Linked DNA regions of Bos taurus: region 2 is linked to region 1. The links are chromatin contacts, called in public Hi-C maps. All regions are on one chromosome and are shown on one strand. The core of a region is the stretch at or near the end of the contact, and the rest is flanking DNA. Distances in the headings are between cores, read along the strand shown.

The links. A called contact is a pair of places that touch in the nucleus more often than the background predicts.
Region 2: a Hi-C map of skeletal muscle shows a contact between it and region 1, with 6 times the contacts expected there. The contact joins two enhancer-like sites. A contact is called at or near these places in 4 of 11 Hi-C or Micro-C datasets (blastocyst, liver, skeletal muscle and 1 more).

The regions. Positions count from the first base shown.
Region 1 is chr20:35,605,794-35,609,908 of ARS-UCD2.0, forward strand. No RefSeq gene overlaps it. Among named protein-coding and RNA genes, the nearest start is that of OSMR, 37 kb to the left of the region's middle. Within about 2 kb of position 1,743, at least 47 of the 102 cell types and tissues checked have an H3K27ac peak or open chromatin away from gene starts, as enhancers often do. A contact at or near this core is called in skeletal muscle, where this site is marked.
Region 2 is chr20:35,987,084-35,991,198 of ARS-UCD2.0, forward strand. The region is part of intron 18 of EGFLAM (EGF like, fibronectin type III and laminin G domains); the gene reads right to left. Among named protein-coding and RNA genes, the nearest start is that of LIFR, 88 kb to the left of the region's middle. Within about 2 kb of position 2,133, at least 14 of the 102 cell types and tissues checked have an H3K27ac peak or open chromatin away from gene starts, as enhancers often do. A contact at or near this core is called in skeletal muscle, where this site is marked.

The DNA.
Region 1 (4,115 bases), core at 493-2,992:
GTTTGGGGGCATAGAATGACCAGGCAGGATTTTTGCACTTAAGAAACTTACAAACTAATAAATGAAAGAAAGCCTTATATGGCCATAGGACTGTTCAGGAAAGTTCACTGAATCAACCTGAGATGGTACTGTGATTTGGAGAGGGATAATAATAGCAAAAAAAAAAAAACCAACCCTGATCAGCTAGCAGCATTATTTGAGCATCCACTGAGATAAACTGGTGGGCTACTTTTTCTTTTTTTGGATGCTTTCTCCTAAAAAACTTTAAAAAATAACTTTATTTATTTTTGGCTGTGCTGGGTCTTGTTGCTGCACAGGCTACTCTCTAGCTGTGGTGTCTTCTCTTGTGGAGCATGGGCTCTAGGGCACATGAGCTTCAGTAGTTGTGGCTCCAGGGCTCTAGGGCTCAGGCTCAGTTGCTTTGAGGCTTGTGGGATCTTCCCAGATCAGGGACTGAACCCATATCTCCTGCATTGGCAAGCAGATTCTTTACCAGTGGGCCACCAGGGAAACCCTAAAAAACATTTTTTAAAAAAAAGCTGTATGTATACCTCCTGTTTCTGCTGCCAATGTGGAAACAGCCAAAGAAATTGCCACTGAGACTTGCTACATAGGCACAATTTGCTATGCTAATTAACAAAAACTGCTTCAGTGCAAGAAGACTCAGGTTGTTCCTTTCAATTCTAGGATAATTAAACATTAGTTAATATTTATGAAGTGCCTGCCATGTGTCAGGCCTTATCTGAAGCATTTATATAGTTTATCTCATTTAATCTTCACCAGAACCTAATGAAATAAATACTAGGATTATATTCATTATCTAGAAAACTGAGGCAGGGCTTAGGTAACAGAGAAGTACACGTGAAATCCAGGCATTTGGCTCCAGAGATCATGTTTACAATCTCTAAGATCTCCTGAGCCTTTAGGCAATGACTGCCTATTCCCAATGCAGTCATTAAGACATCTTTTTTTTTTTTTTCCTCCATAAGCTTTAGAGGCAACCTTGAGTCTGTTGGCCTCAGAGCTTTATCCATCTCAGATGGGAAGGCCAGCGCCAGCTTCGCCGGCGGGACCACGGCATCTATGGTGAGGATGTACGTGCTCTCTTGATAAGCTCCCGTATTTCCTCCTGGAGCTGTGTCTGTGGGAGCAGGGATAGCTTCATCTGACTGAAAAGATGGCAGCGGGTACAGCAATGTCATACATTTGCCATAATGTCCCTTGACTGATATTGTCCCAAGTTTCCCCATAGAATCAGTCTCTCGTGAGCCTCCATTCCCTTCAGGATTCCCAGGCCTCCCCCAGAGCTAAATCTGACCTGGAGGAGAAAAGAAAAAGAAAAGAAAATAGGAGAAACAGTAGCTCTTTGTCATTTGAATAAAGTCTATAATGTAAGGCAGATTCAATAACTTGAGGCAGAATAAACTTGAAGCAAAAACTGCAGTCACAGCTGTTACTAGGGAAAAATGCAAGTGTAGAACACTGAACTCTTACCCTCGTAAGTTTTTATTACAATTGCTTTTAGGCCACATTCTCTCAGACGCTAATAAATGTTTTCCATCGTGTGCAAGAAAGGTTTTATACAAATTCCATTTCCCAGAACTCCGTGAATGAAATGGAAACCCCCTTTTCTGGGTGTGGAAATAACAACACAAAAAACCCCCTAAAACCTCCTGGCACAGTGTTTCTTGAGTACCCTCTGGGGTGGCTAGGTGGCGCCGTAGGCTAATGCACGGGCCCGGCTCAGCTCTCAGGTTGCCAGCTTCTATGGGAGGATTGGAAGGAAAAGAGAGAGTACAAGGGCTGCCGGTCTCCCCAAATCAGGTTCATCAACTCAGCTCTGCTCACAGCACGTGCCTCTGTCACTTTATGAACTGTGTCCTTTCTCCCCTGCTTCACCTCCCTGGGGCTTGTAGGCCCTGGGCTTTGGCTATCCTTGAGGAAAAGTCTGCAGAATCTTAAACATGGTCCTAAATCTCGTTTCTCTCCATCTGACTCTCCCAAAAGTCGTTCAAGAATCCGAGGAGGAAGGACCAAGCTCATCTTGAAGAATGAAAGGAAGGGACACCAGCTCCCTCTCCAATCTCGAGAGTAAGGTCAGGGTGTGGGCGAGTACAGCCCCTCGTCCTCCCCTGAGAGCCCTAGTATTTCCCAGCCTCCTGCAGCCCTGCAGCTCTCAGACCAGCTGGCTGCAGAGGAGACGGTCCTGCTGTATCCTGCTGTAGGGAGGTGGGGAGCACAGGTCCATGAAACCCCTGGATGGTGTGGAGGACACCAACAGACCTTTTGTCTTAAGGGAGAAACCCCTTTCTCACCCTGCCAGAGTCCCGAAACTCCTAAATTACTGACTCCTTTGCCTGAAGCCATTAAAGACTCTCTTTAAAACACAAACAGGATGGAAAGGCTTACCTCGGAGAAGTTGGTGGAAGAATCCATTGCACAATGGTACTGCTCAGAGGGAACCCCAGGGAGGAGCCAGCTGTGGATGGGCCCGTGGGCTGCGCTGAGACAGGAGGAGATAGCCAGGGTGGAAACAGATGCCACTCGCTCAGCCTGTTTGTGAGGCTACAGCCTCCTTTCCACCTGCTCCGTTTGGGAGCTGGGAGTCAGATACTGATCGCTGATTGCCAAGGTCGTGTGCCCTCAGGTTCTAGGAGAATCTGGGTTTCAAATAGTGCTCTGGTATTCCATAAGCACACATACCCGTCTGCTCATTCGTTCTGGTTTTGGTTCAGACACATTCCTGCTGCACCTGCCCTCCCCTGAAACCTGCCTTGTGCCTAGGGGACCCTGGCTGTGGTCTCTGGGCCTTGGGGGGGATGACAGGCTGAAGAGGGGCCCCCCAAGTGAAAGGTGACCTGCGTATGTTCCAGAAAGGAAGCTCGTCACCAAGCTTGCACGAGCATCTCAGACACAAATAGGGATGCCAGTCTATTCTAGAAAATAGACAAAAAGGAGAAAATATAAAAGTCATGTATTAGAAGTGAAAACAAGAACAAAAATTAAGCTTGAAAAGATATATAAAATATAGTCATAAGATCTCTATATAAAATATGTAGACATCTGTATCTATATAGATATACATTCATAAGAAGGTAAAGAGAAACCCAAAACCCCCAAACGCTAGATGAGAGGGATAAAAGCTGAAAATAAAGATATACATCTATGAATTTTTATGACTACCTTGTGAGTTTACTTGCTGTCAAACTGTTCTGAAGACATTTATTTGAGCAGCTATAGAAACTCCTACAATGCTGTTTTCATCTTGATACTTCTATTTTAACCTTGAACAGTCTGTCAGGCCTCCTACATTTCTCTCTGTCATAGCCTCTTTTGGCAATAAACATCAGTAAACTTAAGTGCCATGAGTCATATTGTCAATGTTTAATTAAATCATGGTCTAGCTAGGGTTTGATTTATTTAGGCCTGAATTCATTTAGACCCTGGTCCTCATAAATTTACATAGCTTATTTAACAAGCTCATGATTGTATAAATTGTAGACTCCTTTGAAATTTCAAACAATATAAGTTGTAAAAGCCTTTTCTTGTCAAGCCAAGAGTGGTAGAATATAATTTCCAAGGGTGGTGTTTTATTTTTAAACCGAGCATTATAAAAGAAATCTGTTGTATTCCTAAGTAAAGACATTTATGAGATCATTTAAAGATAACCATCCCATATGTTTTCACTCAGAGTTTTAGTGATATGGCAAAGCCTCATTATAACCAGTGGTGCTGATTTTTTTTTTTCTTTCCCAGAATGGTTTCACACAGATGGTTGTAAATCCATACAGTGAATGTCTAGTAAAAAAAACAAAACAAAACAAAACAAAACCAAAACTCATCTGCTCAATTAAATATAGTAAATACTGCTTTAAACTGCAGAAGTGTGAGTCATACGGATATCCACTTTCCTAGAATTCTAATAAAAAAGCATCATGGTTAATTAATGTTCCCAAGAAAGGGTCAGAGCTCACAGGAAATGAATGGGAAGGTGACAGGAAGAAAGGGTGGGGAGCACAGGACACTCTGGCTCGGGCTGTTGACAAGATTGTGATTCCTGCAGCCAGAAACTGACAGCAGCTTCGGGGAGGAGAAAGACTGTGCTGCTCACCATT
Region 2 (4,115 bases), core at 883-3,382, 380 kb after region 1:
GCCCATAATGATATTGGGCCCCCAAATAAAAGTTCCTGTGTCAGCAGGTCACCCACAGCATGCTCCTGTATTCTTCATAAAAAGTAAGAAAAAAAAAAGGAAGGAAGAAAAAGAGAAGTTGGGGGAGGGAGAGAGTAAAAGAAAGAAAGAAAAGAAGGAGAGGAAGAGAAGCAAACATTTTAAAGAGAATTTTTGAGGTAACTAACCAAGAAGTTACTTTCTTGTCCTCTGAGGCAGCATGGCCCAGGACAAGGGGCTGTCGATCCGGAGGGCCTTTTAGAGTCGGAAGTGATGGCTCTTTAATCTCAAATTCTGAGCTGCTCCACCCTCTGGTTTAAGTGAGGAGGAGGAGGAAGGAAGAAAAGGAAGCTGAGAGAAGAAAAAAGATGTAAAATGCCACAAGTAGAAAGTTGGTGGGAAGAGAGAAGAAGAAGGGGAAAGTAGACGTTAGAGGAGGAGAAAAGAAAATGTCAGAGAAGCAAAGGAGGAGAAGGTGTGGGAAAAAAAACAACAACACAAAAATGAACAGCCAAGTGGATGGCATCCCCAAGCAGGGGATGCAGAGAGGATGAAAAAGCTGCGGCTGGGGGAGAAGTCCAGGAGAAGCAAAAAAATAGAAGAGGGTAAGAATGGGGTACAAGAAGCAAGAGTGGGGAAACGCAGGAGGACAGGGGAGCTCACACCTGGGCGGGCAGACCCTGAATTGCCAGCTGCTGATGCCAGACAGGAGGAGAAGCCATCCCTCCCAGTCACTCTGGAGTCCCTGCTGGGTTTGGCTCAGCCCCAAGCAGGGCCCATCCCTGCTGTTACTGGATGGACATGGGTCTGCACTCCTGGAAATGATCAGGATGTGCTCTGCACCTGGACTCTCAAAGGGGTGTGTGCGCGAGCCCCGTCCAGCTACTGACCAAGCCCCTCTAGCTCAGGGCTTCCCAAGATCCAGCCGGGAGACAAGTGTGCTCCCAGGGCTGGCAATCTCGGTGGGAGGCTGCAGCCCCTCTGAGAGGTGTGTCCCCCGTTACCCTCTGCAGGTGGTTGGCCAGCACTGTGCCCACAGCCTGTCCAGAGCCTGACCTGGCACCAGCCCAGGAGCCGTCCCAGCTTCTCGGAGGACTCACTGTACTTACTGTTGAGGCAGTAGTTCCCACACTCTGCCAGATGCCAGCATGAAACAGAACAGGGCAAGTCAGAATCTCACAGTCACTGTAAAATCCCAATTACTGTGGTTGCAGATCGCTGGAAAGCGGCCTTACACAGCCCCTGGGAAGCCCTGCAGGAACTCACATTCCTCTGAGGGAACGTGAATCCACTCGTTCCCCTCGTGAGAAACTGCTGGAAATATTTTCTCTCAGCATGGTTAGCACCAAATCACCCAACACACCTCTGCAGTTCTCGGCTTAGTAACTGGGGTGCAAGAGGTGGTGGACCAGGAAGATGTGTCTAATAAACTGTCTAACACCTCTGGGGCTCCCCTGACCTTGAACTGACAATGCCCACTTAATATAAACCTGGAGAAAACACTTCCTGGAGAGTTACTTACCTTGTCAATGACCACTACCTTTTCTTGGCTCCAGGCTACATGTGAAAAAGGAATGCAAGCCAGCCAGCTGCCTCTTTTCTCTCCACAGTGGAAAATATCACCCTAATTCCCAACCCACCCCCTTTACAAGGTTCAGATCTTGTGATTAATAAAGAGCAGGCGAACACTCTAGAAATGACACCACTGAACATAAACACAGTGAAAATATACTCCGTGTCATCAGTATATGTGGATAAACATTAATTCCATCCTAAAACATTACAGTTAGAAGTAGCCATCTAGTCCTTTCTAGCCTTTTGCAGTTTTTTAAAATATTGTAAGCACAAGTATATTTTATCCTAACCCTTTAGATCTAATTTCTTCTACACTGTCTTTTTTTTTTTTTCTTGTGGCAAAGGCACTACTCAAAGACTGTTTTTGGTGCTTCCTCACATTTAGACCTAAAAGCTTGAGACATCTGGTGACAAAATGAATAACCAGCCTGCAAGCCAGGCAAATTTTCCACTTCAGGGACTTGAAATTCCCAATGGACTATAAAGAGTGGAAGAAAACTTGCTGGCTCCTTCACGCAGTCCCAGGACCAGTGAAGGAAGGAGCTGGGGTTGTAACCTAGCTTTTCCAGCAGCCAGGACTTCTCCCCACAACCTCCTGAGCGATGGCAATCCAGTCCCAGGGAACAATTTCCAAGGTGGGCAGCTCTCTCATCCACAGGCAGAACTCTCCCTTGCTGGACAGCTCTGCTTGGAGCAGCCATCTGGTCCCATGAAGCTGACTCTGCAGCCACAAAGTAAGTAATAGCTAAAAAATTGTTTTCTACACTACCAGCCTTCAACTATCTAAAAATCAACATCCAGGCTGAATGCCTCCAAATCTTGCATTGGTTAAGGATACACCATCCCAAGAAAAGAAATTCCCTATAGTATGCACAATTTATATGTTTTATGAATTTGTGTTTTTTCATACTGAGTATTCTTAAATTACAGCTCATATTTAATGAAGCTACTTTTTTTTTTTTTTAATGCTCTGGGACTTCCCCCCCACTCCCGTCCCCCAATCAGACTCAGCAATTTGATATGAATTTACTAAATACACTGTGAAGTGTGTAGAATGTGGTCCATCATTATGAGTCAGGCAGGTTCCCATCTTTGAGGACTGTGTGTCCCTGACAAATGTGTGACCTAAGCCAGTGGCTTTCGGTGTTGGTATTGAGTGGAACTTCAGCTGCTGCAGAGAAACACTCCCATCTAGTGGCCTGAAGGGTCCTGCACCGTCTGAGTCAGAACTTCTCAGTAATCTGGGAAGGGAAGGGAAGGGAAGGGAAGGGAGTACCATCAGAGCTCGGTCCTTTCCCAAGTGGCCTGTCTGCCATGGGCTGGGGGAAACCCTGGAGGAAAGAGATGCATTCTACACCCTTGTCTTGGACACTCAGAACATATCAAAGGCTCTGAGAAGTCCCACAGAAGAAGCGATGGTTTACCCAGGATTACTCAGTCTTATTTCAGGCTCAGATGGTAAAGAATCTGCCTACAGTGCAGGAGACCTGGGTTTGATCCCCAGATTGGGAAGATCCCCTGGAGAAGGGAGTGACAACCCACTCTAGTATTCAGGCCTGGAGAATTCCATGGACAGAGGAGCCTGGCAGGCTAGAGTCCATGGAGTCCCAAAGAGTCAGACATGACAGAGCGACTCACTTTATTAGACCACAGAATTTCCCCTCCCATTCTGCGCATGTGAATGTTATGTTGTCTATCTCTCTGTGCGAACACAAAACCGCCATTAGTGTTCTTTAGAACTTAAATTTTCACCTGTGCTTTGTGAAACTCTGCTTTCCCTTGTTAGTAACTTAGACACAAGAGCTCTTACGGCCTGGGACACAAAATGGGCAAATTTGGATGAGAGTAGAGAGAAAGAAGAAAGAAATCTCTAAGGATGGGGAGTATCGGCTTTCTGACACCCCTCTGGTGAGATAAGAAAGGGACCTCAGGACTGGGCTGCAGCATGGGGTGCTGAGGTTTGTGGTAGAAGAAGGCACACGAGAGTGAGAGCCCCAGGTGGAAGGTGAGGGGACCACCGCGCCTTATGGTTTCTGCTGGTATCTGAAGTTGTGGCTGGTACCTTGAAGGCCTTCTGGCTTCTCCAGCCCCAGCTGGGGCACAGAGGCTCACTTTCCTGCAGCTCCATGGGAGCCCAGTGCCCACCTCCATCTGGGCTCAGATTCTGCTCCAGCCTCTGATGTTGCAGAGACAAAGGGTGGGATGGGGCTCCCAAGACCCTCCTAAAAGTCTGATGGTCTGAGAGCCCGGAATCGCCCCAGCCCCAGCCCTCCCGTACTACCAAGAGTTGAGAACAAGTGTCTAGTCTCCTGACTAGGGCCCCAGTGGAACTCCTCACTGAGGAGGGCAGAGAGACCCAGACTCACTGAACATCCCCAGAACTAACTTCTTGCTGGAGAAGGTGCCCCTTGGTATGGACTGAGTGAGGCCTGGCGTTGGGGGTTTCTCTGACATGCTGCACACTGTAAAAGGGTGGTTTAACATCTGTGGGAGACACTAGGGAACATGTTTGTGCTTTTGAA